2 separate regions of the Zea mays genome follow, and region 2 is linked to region 1. A link is a contact called in public Hi-C data. All regions are on one chromosome and are shown on one strand. The core of a region is the stretch at or near the end of the contact, and the rest is flanking DNA. Distances in the headings are between cores, read along the strand shown.

Region 1 (5,445 bases), core at 1,283-3,782:
CGAGCACGCTCTCAAGGTGGTCGACGAGCTCCTTGGCCTGGCACGACCCGAAGTCGGGGTCCGCGTCCTCGTAGTTCCACACGAGCACCGTCTCCCTGTCCTCGATGGTTGAGCCGTCCGTCGTCTCCCTGTACAGGCACATCACCGGCTCCGCGATCTGCTTCCAGCTGCAGTCTGTGGCAGCGACACAGGTCTTCCATTCCGCGTCCCTCTTACACCTTTATATTCAGTAATATAACACATTAATTTCAAGAGTCAAGAAATCCCAACGAATTCAACTGGAAGACAATTCCATTCCAACACTACTATGTGAAGTTTCACCAAATGAAACATTTCTTCACGACAGGACGGCATTTAGCATTGCAAGATGAATGATCCATCAAGTTTTTAGTTGGCCGATGTTATGGCTTATGGCATCGCATTATTAAGGCAGATGATGATGATGATATGGAGAAGCAAAAAAAAATCTGATCTTCAGAAAGTAGGACATAGAGCCACATACCTCAGGAAGTAGCCATGCTCCGCGGCTATGCCAAGGTTCTCACAAGGGAACCACTCATGAAGGGTGCGCCGGTCATACCCGCTGCATAGGTACACCACATTGTCCTTGTCTCGGCACAGGCTGTTGAGGATCCGCACAGATTCAGTTGACGGGCTCTTGTTAATCGCCTGTGGCATCAGCGTGCCATCGTAGTCCAGCAGAATTGCCCGTGTCTTGGCTCTCCGGTATGCCATAAGGATGTTCTCCAAGGAAAGCTTCCTGAAGGTCAGGTCGAGCGAGACCACTCTGAACCGCAGGCCGAAGCCAATGCCCCAGCACCTCTTCTGAGAATGATACTTGCAGGTCCTCTCAAGGTCCAGGAGGAAGCTGTTAGCCCAGTACCCGACGTCGTGGGTGCTCACGTAGCGGAAGTGCTTATCGTGGCGCAGCCTCTTCTCGTTCTCAGGCAGCACAAGGGCGGTCTCCATGGCGTCAGCCACGGCCTCGATGTTCCACGGGTTCACCCTGATGGCGCCGCTCAGAGACGGCGAGCACCCGATGAACTCGGACACCACCAGCATGCTCTTCTTCTCCTCTGGCTTCCCCTGCCGCAGCATCCTGTCCAGCTTCTCGTTCCCCTGCCGGGAGACGATGTACTCATAGGGAATCAGGTTCATGCCGTCCCTGACCGCGGTCACCAGGCACACCTCGGCTATGACGTAGTAGGCCACGCGCTCGTAGAACTGCAGAGGCTCATCGATCAGGACCACCGGCTCGTACCCCGGCTCACCGTACACCTCGTTGATGCGCCGCACCATGGCGTACGTCTCGGTCTGCACCTCGGCGACGTCCTTCCCCCTCCCTCGCGCCGGGTTGGCCACCTGCACCAGCACCAGCTTCCCCCGCCACTCGGGGTGCTGCCGCAGAAGCTCCTCCATGGCAAGGAGCTTGAGGCTGATCCCCTTGAAGATGTCCATGTCGTCGACGCCTAGCATGACCACTCTCCCCTTTCCAGAGTACATCTCCATCAGCTCGGACACCTTGGCCTCGGTCTCCGGCAACCCGAGCACCGTCTTGAGCTGCTCCATGTGCACCCCCACAGGCAGGATCTTGATGCTCACCGTACGGCCGTAGTACTCGAGGCAAATGTGCCCCCGCTTGGACTCGTACGAGAGCCCGAGCATCCGGCCGCAGCAGGAGAGGAAGTGGCGCGCGTAGTCGAAGGTGTGGAAGCCGATGAGGTCGGAGTTGAGCAGGGCGCGCAGAAGCTCCTCGCGCACGGGGAGCGTCTTGTAGATCTCGGACGAGGGGAACGGCGAGTGCAGGAAGAAGCCGAGCTTGATGCGGTTGAAGCGCTTGCGCAGGAAGGTTGGGAGCACCATGAGGTGGTAGTCGTGCACCCACACGAAGTCGTCGTCCGGGTTGATCACCTCCAGCACCTTGTCCGCGAAGATCTTGTTGGCCGAGACGTAGGCCTGCCACAGCGCGCGGTCGAAGCGGCCGCCGAGGTCGGGGGACAGCGGCAGCATGTAGTGGAAGAGGGGCCACAGGTGCTGCTTGCAGAAGCCGTGGTAGTAGCGCTCGGCGATGTCCGTGGGCAGGAAGGCCGGCACGCAGTTGTGGGTCTCGAGGAGCGCCTGCGCGACGGCGTCCTGCTCGGCCTGCGGGATGTCGTCGCGCAGGCAGCCGATGTAGATGAACTCCATCAGGGGGGACGACGAGTGGTGGAGGTGGCGGAGGAGGGAGTCCTCGTCCCACTCGAAGGTCCAGGGCTCCTCCGGCGACTCCGGGCGGTGGGACCGGATCGGGAGCTGGTTGGCCACGATGATGGTGCGCGGCCGCGGCGGCGTGGACGGCGACGCCGGCGAGTCGTCGATGAGCCCGGGGGTGGTGACCACGCGCGGCAGCCGCCGCCGGAGCGCGCCAAGCGCCGCGACCGCCGGCGCCTGGTCCGCTGCTCCGGTTGCCAGGTCGAGGAGGTTGGAGTAGGAGCGGGACGCCATGGCAGGCCGCCTGGTCCTCGCAGGGATCCGATTCCGAGCTGGCTTGGATCAAATCTTTGGGGGCTTTTGCTACAAGAAGCACAGTCCTTGCGGCAGAAATCCAAGATTGGCGTTTGGATCGACGCACGAACTAGCGGAGAAATGGAGCGGATGCTTTGGTCCGCTGTTTCTTGCAGGATAGGGACAAGCTCGCAGTGTTTGTGAGAGAAGTGGCACACACTGACACACTGGACTCAACAAGCAGCCACCTGTGAGTGAGGGGAAGGAGTCAGAGAGATAAAGAGGATTTTTTGTGCTTTCAATACAAAGGGAGGGAGAGCCTTTTCTTCTGCTGCAAACTGACGTTGCTGTTCTTGCCTGGTGGACGTGGGGGAGTACAGCTGAGTGGTGAAAAATTTGACGGCTCAGAGACTAGCAGTAAAAATCCCCTTCAAAGCGAGCAATGAAGCAAAGGAACTCTGCTGGACTGAAGTAAGAAGCTGATAAATATCAGACGGAAAGTGCAGGAGAAACGCGAGAAGAATCTCCGAGCCGCAATCAACCCCTCCTCCTATGCTCTTAAGAGCTGCTCATGTTGCATGACAGCATGAGGAAGAAGTGGGGGTGGACAGGAGAAATAGCTTTATAGCAGCTCACCCTGGCCTCTCCGGAGGTCCTCGTGGAGGGGAGATCCTTGGCCTTGGATTAATCAACCAGGCGACCGACGGCAACAAACGAGTCGCATAGGACACCACGACAGCGGGGTGTGGGGGTGACAGGGACGGCAACGATCACCCCGGTTCGGCTCTCCCTCTCCCTCTCCTTCTGGGAGACGGATAAGCGAGAGGAGAAAAACAAGAAACGGGAGGAAAATAATATGGAATTTGCTCGGCGATCCGGAGGCGGCCTTGTTTGGTTCTGGTTAGGTGGCCTTGCGCTTGGATCTTTCCGCAGCTCTCAGGGGAGAAGAACGCAGGCAGCACAAGTGCAGTGCCGCTGGAATCAACTGGGGAGGAAATTTACCGGCGTGTGTGCGTCGGACGGACGGAGTTCGGTGGCCGTTCCCTTCGTGTAATTATTGGTTTTATATCAGTAGACAGCGAAAAAGCCTGGTGGGGACGTGGGGTGGTGTAGTACTAGTAACTGACAAGTTGCCCACGCTATTAGTTTTCTAGTCTTGAAATCCCATTTTTTAAAAAAGATTTTCATTTTTTAAAGAAAAAATGAGCTAATTTTTTATAAGAAAATGAAAATTTCTTTTAAAAATGAGATTCCCAGACTAACCTTAACATTTAGACTTTTTACATGAAAATAATTTCTTTAAAATAAAACAGCATTGTTTTTTAGTTTACATTAGTCTTCTCTCTATAGCACAGGTTCGGTATAGGTATACATTAGATTAAAGCCATTATATTCAACTTCTCCCATTCTTTTCTTTCTTGTTGCACATCATATTGCACAAATGGTGCATTTTTACCGTAAATGACAGATCAAATATCATTGGTACGGTCTCTTCAATTGAACTCATTTATTTAAATAAGGCCACTGTCTACAGATTGTTTAATTTCTTGGCCCCTTGTATTTTTTTAAGTAATCTGGTACATTCTCTCTTGTTGATTTATAATTGACTTTTTATCCTAAAACGTTATCTTTTTGTGCGTCTTATCATTCCGTCAACGTCTACCTGCATTTAACGACTTGCTAGACAAATCTTAAAACTATTACTCTATCTGAGCTCCTAATCTTAGGCGGATTGCTATCCAATCGCTTTATCACTCTCGTTCCGCTGCTGCTTATGGGCTTCTGGTGCAATAGATTGGGAATCGATTACCCAACTATTACAAGTTAAATATCAAAAGCAAATATGGTTTTGTGATCGCATTATAGTGCTTCAGTGATTTGTTCAGAGATATTAGAATATAGCTTGGATGTCTTTTGCGCATGTGTATAGTCCTTGTCCTTCTCAATGTGTTCATTGTGCTTTTCTATTTCTATAATGGTGGCAAAATCCTTTTTTAACGTTCATACACTTATCGTTACAGAGTGTGAAGCGGTCGAGTTTCTTCCGATTTATGTCCATCAGTGCCACCACCACCGTTATGAATAATTATCGTTTGATGACAATCAAAATTGACCATTACCCGCATCCAACAATTGATGACCATTACACACTGATGTTGACTGCTAGGTTTAGCTTATTTGGCTCATCCTGCACCTATAAAAAAAAGCAGAGACCCTCTGCTCATAGCACCTCATTTCACACTCATAGCCTCATATACTCTTTCTTAGAAGACATCTCCCTTCCCCTCCCTCTGGTTTTGTGGTTAGTTATGCTAGATCTCCAGTGTCACGGGTCCACGAGAGAGGTGGCCATAGCATGGTCTCCTAAACAACTATCGTTCAAGCGATGAGATGCTCGGGTGAGGACAGATAACCATGTTCTTAGGGAGTGCCTTTGACACGATTGCTCGACACTGCTACACGATATACATTCCCACCAAGTAGAACGGCTGCATCAAAGAGCAGAATGTCAGGTTTAGAATATAATGGTTATGTCCAATGATTTATTTTATTATGTTTGTCACTATTTTGTTTGTGAAAGACATATTAGATCCACACGCGCACATTTCTATTGTCGCGAGTCCTTTAATATTATTTCTTTAAATAAAATACAAATAAAAACTATTTCTGTAACACCGTTCATGCTGAGACGTTTTAGTTTGCATGTCCAGCATGACACGGAGGTGTTCTAACTTCTACACGAGTACATATATCTTCATATTTTTGTTGAAAGAAGCATCTGTACATCCTACAAAGATCTGGTGCTCCAGCCTCCATGTACGTACATGTGCAAAGTAGGTAGTCCTCCTACACGACCACAGTTCTCAGCTCTCACACACACACACACACACAAAAAAAAAAGGCGAAGAAGCACTAATCTGGATCATTCTTTTGGCATCCTGATCAGCACTCAAATCTCTT
Region 2 (5,618 bases), core at 54-2,553, 160 kb after region 1:
TCGTTCGACAAAGTTTGCTGGCGCCCTCAGGTTTGGATTGCTGAAGCAGTTTAGGTTTGTTCATGTCTGTATAGTGTAGAAGCATCACTTCAAATGAACTACTTTAACAGCAATCTAGGCAGCGAGCAGCGTGGTCGAGGGAATCTTGAATTTCACTAATTTTGTTGACTTCTGAGATTTGATTATTAAACTCAATAAACGGATAAACAAAAAATATGGCGTAATTTACATCTCAGCTTGTCCTAAACGTGAATTACTGTAAGTCTGTCTATAGGTCCAGCTGCTCCGCCTCTTTCACGAGCGCGGCGAGCGCCTCCTGTGCGCCGGCCGCTTCCCGCTCGGCGACGAACGGGTGCTCCAGCAGCTCGGCCACCGACGCGCGCCGCCCGGCCTTCTTCTCTAAGCACCGCGCCACGAAATCCCGGAACTCTTCCGACGCCGCGGCCGGCGGCTCCGGCGCCTCGCCGAAGCATATGGCGCACATCAGCGCGGCCCAGTCCGGGCGCTGGCCCGCGGGCAGGAGAGGGAAGTGGCCCCGGTACAGCTCCAGGATGGCCACCCCGAGGCTCCACACGTCGGCGGCGTAGGGGTCGTAGTCTCCCGAGTACGCCTCCGGGTCGAACCGCTCGGGGGACATGTACGCCGCCGTGCCGACGTAGGACGCGCAGGGATCCAGCCGCCGGCGCAGCACCTTGCCCGCGCCGAAGTCGGCGATCTTCACCTCGCCGTCGGCGCCGACGAGCAGGTTCGACGGCTTCAGGTCGCGGTGCACGACGCGGAGCGCGTGGACCGCGGCGAGCCCGAGGAGCGCCTGCCGCGCCACGGCGGCGATGGGGCGCTCCCCCATCGGCCGGTCCAGCCGGCGCAGCAGGCCCGACAGGGAGCCCCCGGGCATGAGCTCCAGCGCCAGCGCCGCGGGAGCCTCCCCGGCGGCCGACGGGATCACCGCGTGTAGGCGCACGACGTGGGGCGCGTCCGCGGCGAGCATCAGTATCTCGGCCTCGCGCGCCGCCGAGGTGTCCCCGTCCGCGAATAGCTTGAGTGCGACCGGCTGCGCGGACCGGCGGTGCCGCGCCTTGTACACGGTGCCGCCGTTGCCGTGGCCGAGAACGGAGAGCCTCTCGTAGTCGGAGAGGCGGGCGTCGGACGTGGAGGTGGACGGCGCGGCGGTGGGCTGAGGCTGCGGTGGCACGCGCAGGGCGAAGTGGTCCAGCGGGAGGGTAAGGTGCGGCAGCTGGCGGCGCTGGCGGACGAGAGCCATTGGCTTGTTGGCAGTTGTGGCCTCTGGGGTGAGGAGTTGCCGGGAGAAGAAGGGAGGGAGGCAAGCAATGACACGGGAAGGAGCTTCTATATAGGGACGGGGTGACCCGTGACCGAGCGGCGGGTGAGTGTGGAGTTCGGTGGCGGCACCGGAGGGTGAGTCGGTTGCATATCCACACTCGCCTGCCCGTGGCCGTGGCTTCTCATCGGGCATCGGCTATACTGCCTCCGTTGGACGTTCCAATTTATCCGGCAGATAAAACGTAACAGTTTAACAAGATTTAGATAATGAAATAATAACAAAATTTAACTAGCCTTATACTATATAGTGTGTTTATTTGATTTTATAGATCTCTAGGATTCTATCTATTTATGTTGTGTGCCCGCAATCTGCGCTTTTGTCGACATGGCCTTTGGAGCAGAATAATTGGGTACCTGGTATCCACGATTAAGTAAAGAATATATCGATCTCTAAGAATAATGCTGTGTTAGGATCTTTATAAAAAGATATAAGGTAGAAAACATAAGGATGAGATCCACACATTTGGATTCTAGCAGAAGAACATTCCAGAATCCAACTATCTACACCTCCAACGGTCCAACCTATTATTCACATATTTTTCACTACGCAACAGTAATAACTATTATAAAAAAAACACAAGATGCAAGCACCTCTATTTTTTTTGTCTAAAGTTAAGACTCTACTGGAAGAGATGAAACACTTATTCTTACTCCCAATAGAAACTTTCATTTTATGATTCCATAGACATCTAATTTCATAACTCATATAACTTAGTAAACATTATTAAGTACAAATAAAATCGGGATAAAACCTCTGCTGAGACTCACCTAATTAACGAAGCACTCTGCTATATGACTTATTCAAAACGGTTAGCGATCATCATATCGTTCATGCCACTTTTCCCATTTTCTTATTGAGAAAGGATTGGGTAGGCCAGTGTGGTCTTGTTTTCGGTTATTGGATGCCACATGTTACATGTGTAGAAAGCTCCTAACAACAAGTACGTTTTATAGGATTTAGGGCACCAATAATATATTCTATTCCAACACTAAAGCCCTAATTATATATTATAAGATAGTCCAATACAGTGTAGTATATATTTGAGATACTTGAGATGATTATCTATAATTTTTTAACCAAATTTTATAAAATGTGGCACTGTTGGATTAGTTTTTTTCTTCGGGAACCCCTATATTTCAATTTGAGACACCGATTTAAGACATTGTTTGAGATGCTCTAAAGTCATAAGGCCCTATTTTAAACATGTAAAACTAATAGTTAGTCGCTAAAATTACTTGAGAGTTAAGAACGGGACAGCTAGTAGGCCAGCTAATTGCTCCTCTCAAATGGCTATCAATTGTTAGCTGCACTAATTCAGCTAAAATCAGTCAATAACTTATCAGCTTACTAAAAGTTATTAGCTCTAAAAGTTTGGAACATGGTCTAAATAAATACATAATTTACCGCAAACACTCTGGCTGAAACAAAGAGTTTACCGAAGTCGAAGTCAGCAACATTTCTCAACGTGCGCATATACGGACAAAATTATGCTACATGTCAGCAATTTAGGTTCCTGATGCGTTTGCGTTAAGGTCCGGGATTCTGTCCATTAGCCACGCTTGGCTCCAAGCCACCAATCACGTGCCACATTAGCACGGACCTAGAAGTAACGATCTCCTCTTCGTAATCTATCCAAAGTTAGGCCGCTCCCGCCGTCCCGTCCCGTCCGGTCCGGTCCGGTCTATTCCAAGCGGCAGTCACGAGCGGACCCAGAAGAGACGGCGAGAAAACGTGGGGAGGCGGGTGAGGTGAAGCGAAGGCGTACGGTGAAACTGGTGACGGTGGTGGCAGCAGGCAGGAAGACGGGGAGAACTTTCCAAACGCCACGCCCCGATTGGGAACTGCGATGGGGAAAATCTATGGCCTATGGCTATGTATGGCAGTATGGGGTCGGGGCGGGAACCGGGAAGGACCCGCGCGGGAGCCCAGTGGCTCAGCGACAGCGACGCGCGGGGTGACTTGTTCCATCCGGATCGTTTGGATCTGGCGCACGCGGCGGAAGTCTGTTGCTCCCATTGGTCACGTGGCGCTGTGTCTGTCGCTCCCTACACCACAGGGAGCGCTGAGTGTTTTGTTCTTTTTTCTTTGTGTTGGAGGGATTTGCCTGCTTTCGCTCTCCTTTCTCGAACCGCCATTTTCGCCAAAGCTGGCTGTCGCAAATGTACGCGACAGATTTTCCACACTCATTATCAATCTCAGTTTTTTGGCGAGGTAAAATAAAACCCACCTTCCAATGTAGTACTAATGTACTATCTCTATAAATAAATAGAAATTTGTCTACAAAATAAATCAATCTTTAGGAGGATGAACGATGTACCAGACTTTTTTTATCCTTGTGGCAAACAGTTTGACGACTAATTTTAGCACCTGAACCGCCCATCAGGATCAATAATAAATCAGCTAATTGTTAGTCCGAAGGCTGGTAAACTGTTTGCTCATTAGCCATTTGACTTTACTAATAGATGTTAATAGATCGTATAAAGATAAAGAGACATCTAACCAAGTCTCCAAACATACCCTGACTATTTTTTATTTGCTAATTATTAGCCACTCGTAAATAATAAGCAAGGAGAATTCAAACATGGCCTTACCATACCCTTGTCACCTTCTAATCTAGTATATTAAGTTTCTGCCGTTATGTACGTATAGTAAATAATATAATTAACATGGTATTGGAATAATCTCTAATCAACGTACAACTATTCTAGTTAGTGAACAATAATATGATACTGCCTATGTCCTAAAATAGTTCTTTATTATTATAACCCACTTTTTTCCATCCATATTTATTCAAATGATAAATAAGAGTAAATCATTATATGGTGGCCAATGGACGATGGACGACGCATCTTTGGGGGTAGTGGATGACACTGCACGAAGAAGAAACTATTAAAGCTATATGGTGAACCATTTTTTTTTAAAAAAAAGGAATAAGAGTAAATCATTAGAAACAGTTGAAGGAAAAAACAACAAATTAGCTCCTTTTTCTTTTTTAGGAGCTAGAACAATCATTGATTAGAGATGCTCAAAAAATAAATACCGTTAATGGGAGTTAGAGTGATCTAGATTATTTAAAAAAACTTTTGAGAGAACTGTTAGGGCCGTCCTATGAGATCAATTTTTTTTCCAGCGGTCCTATAAAAAAAGTTTGTCACTATGTCATGTACTAGCACTTTCAAGAAAACGAACTATCCGATTAGGCTGATTCGCCACGAAGGTAGTGGACCTGTGCAAATTCGATAAGACGCCCGGATGTTATGAAATTGTACATTGGTGATTTGGCTTACTCGCCACGAAAAAAGTGGCATTTGATCGATCTTGGATCCCTCTATCCTTCACGAAACGAAACGATCTCGAAGGACGATGCTTTGTACTGTTATTATTGGACCTCTTGACGAGCCAGCCTTTCCTGAGGTCTTCCACCCGAAATTCTAAGGATATATAAATATATAATATAGAAAAAAACCAAAAAAAAATATAGTTTATTTGCTCCCGATGCTAAAATACTGTCCACCCGCGCTGCAAAGCAACCGATCCACAGTCATCTCTTATCAGCAATGCCTATCCTTTTTTTTTTGTAATTCACTGTCCTTGTCAGCTCCCATTTTCCACTCCCAGCGCCAGCGGACAAAACCCCATGACGCACGCATTGAGCTGTTCGTGATAAGAATAAAAGATACACGCCCGCCCCTATCCCTATCCATCCCGGTTATTTATTTACTTATTTATTTATTTTATTGACACCCCACCTGTCGCCGTCTCGCTCAGCCTTTTTTCCCGGAGGAATATAAAACTGATACCTTGGCAAGCAACCGACCGTGACACCTGAGCCGGAGGCGAGGTAAATAACACGTGATGGAGCAACGAGATAATACGCCCGCCCCCGCACGCACGCACGCGACAACGCTACTCCGTGCGTTCCTGCCGCCTTCGGCTTGCCGGCCTTGCGACCTTCCTCGTGTCCGCGCGGCGAGACCAACTGGGTACTGCACGGCCGTTTGCGCCAGTGCCCATGGATAGTGGAGACTGGAGCTGGAGTCACTGCTTGCTCCTGTGGCCACTCCTTTGTACAGTCGGAGGCGACGAAATTAAAAACCCTAGCCACCTCATTTCTAGAGGGAGGTAGAAAAACGAATTCTTGCTGGAGCGCACCAATAAGGAGCTAGAGCTGGAGTTGTTTAGCAAACCGAGATGTTTTCCAGAACGCTAGCTAGTACTCGTATTTACAACTGCATGCAGTACTTCCTAATCACCCCGATGGGGTGTTCATTTTCAG

Evidence for each region. A called contact is a pair of places that touch in the nucleus more often than the background predicts.
Region 2: a Hi-C map of endosperm shows a contact between it and region 1, with 1.8 times the contacts expected there. The contact joins the promoter of LOC100272290 here to the promoter of LOC100217143 in region 1. A contact is called at or near these places in 2 of 25 Hi-C or Micro-C datasets (endosperm and tassel).

The regions. Positions count from the first base shown.
Region 1 is chr1:28,392,151-28,397,595 of Zm-B73-REFERENCE-NAM-5.0, forward strand. It overlaps LOC100217143, which reads right to left and starts at 2,533. Exons shown (of 3, transcript NM_001348792.1): 1 at 503-2,533; 2 at 1-218. The coding sequence starts at 2,484.
Region 2 is chr1:28,555,405-28,561,022 of Zm-B73-REFERENCE-NAM-5.0, forward strand. LOC100272290 reads right to left here and starts at 1,304. Exons shown (of 1, transcript NM_001146777.1): 1 at 40-1,304. The coding sequence starts at 1,261. The coding sequence ends at 269. It also overlaps a transcript of LOC103632985 not described here.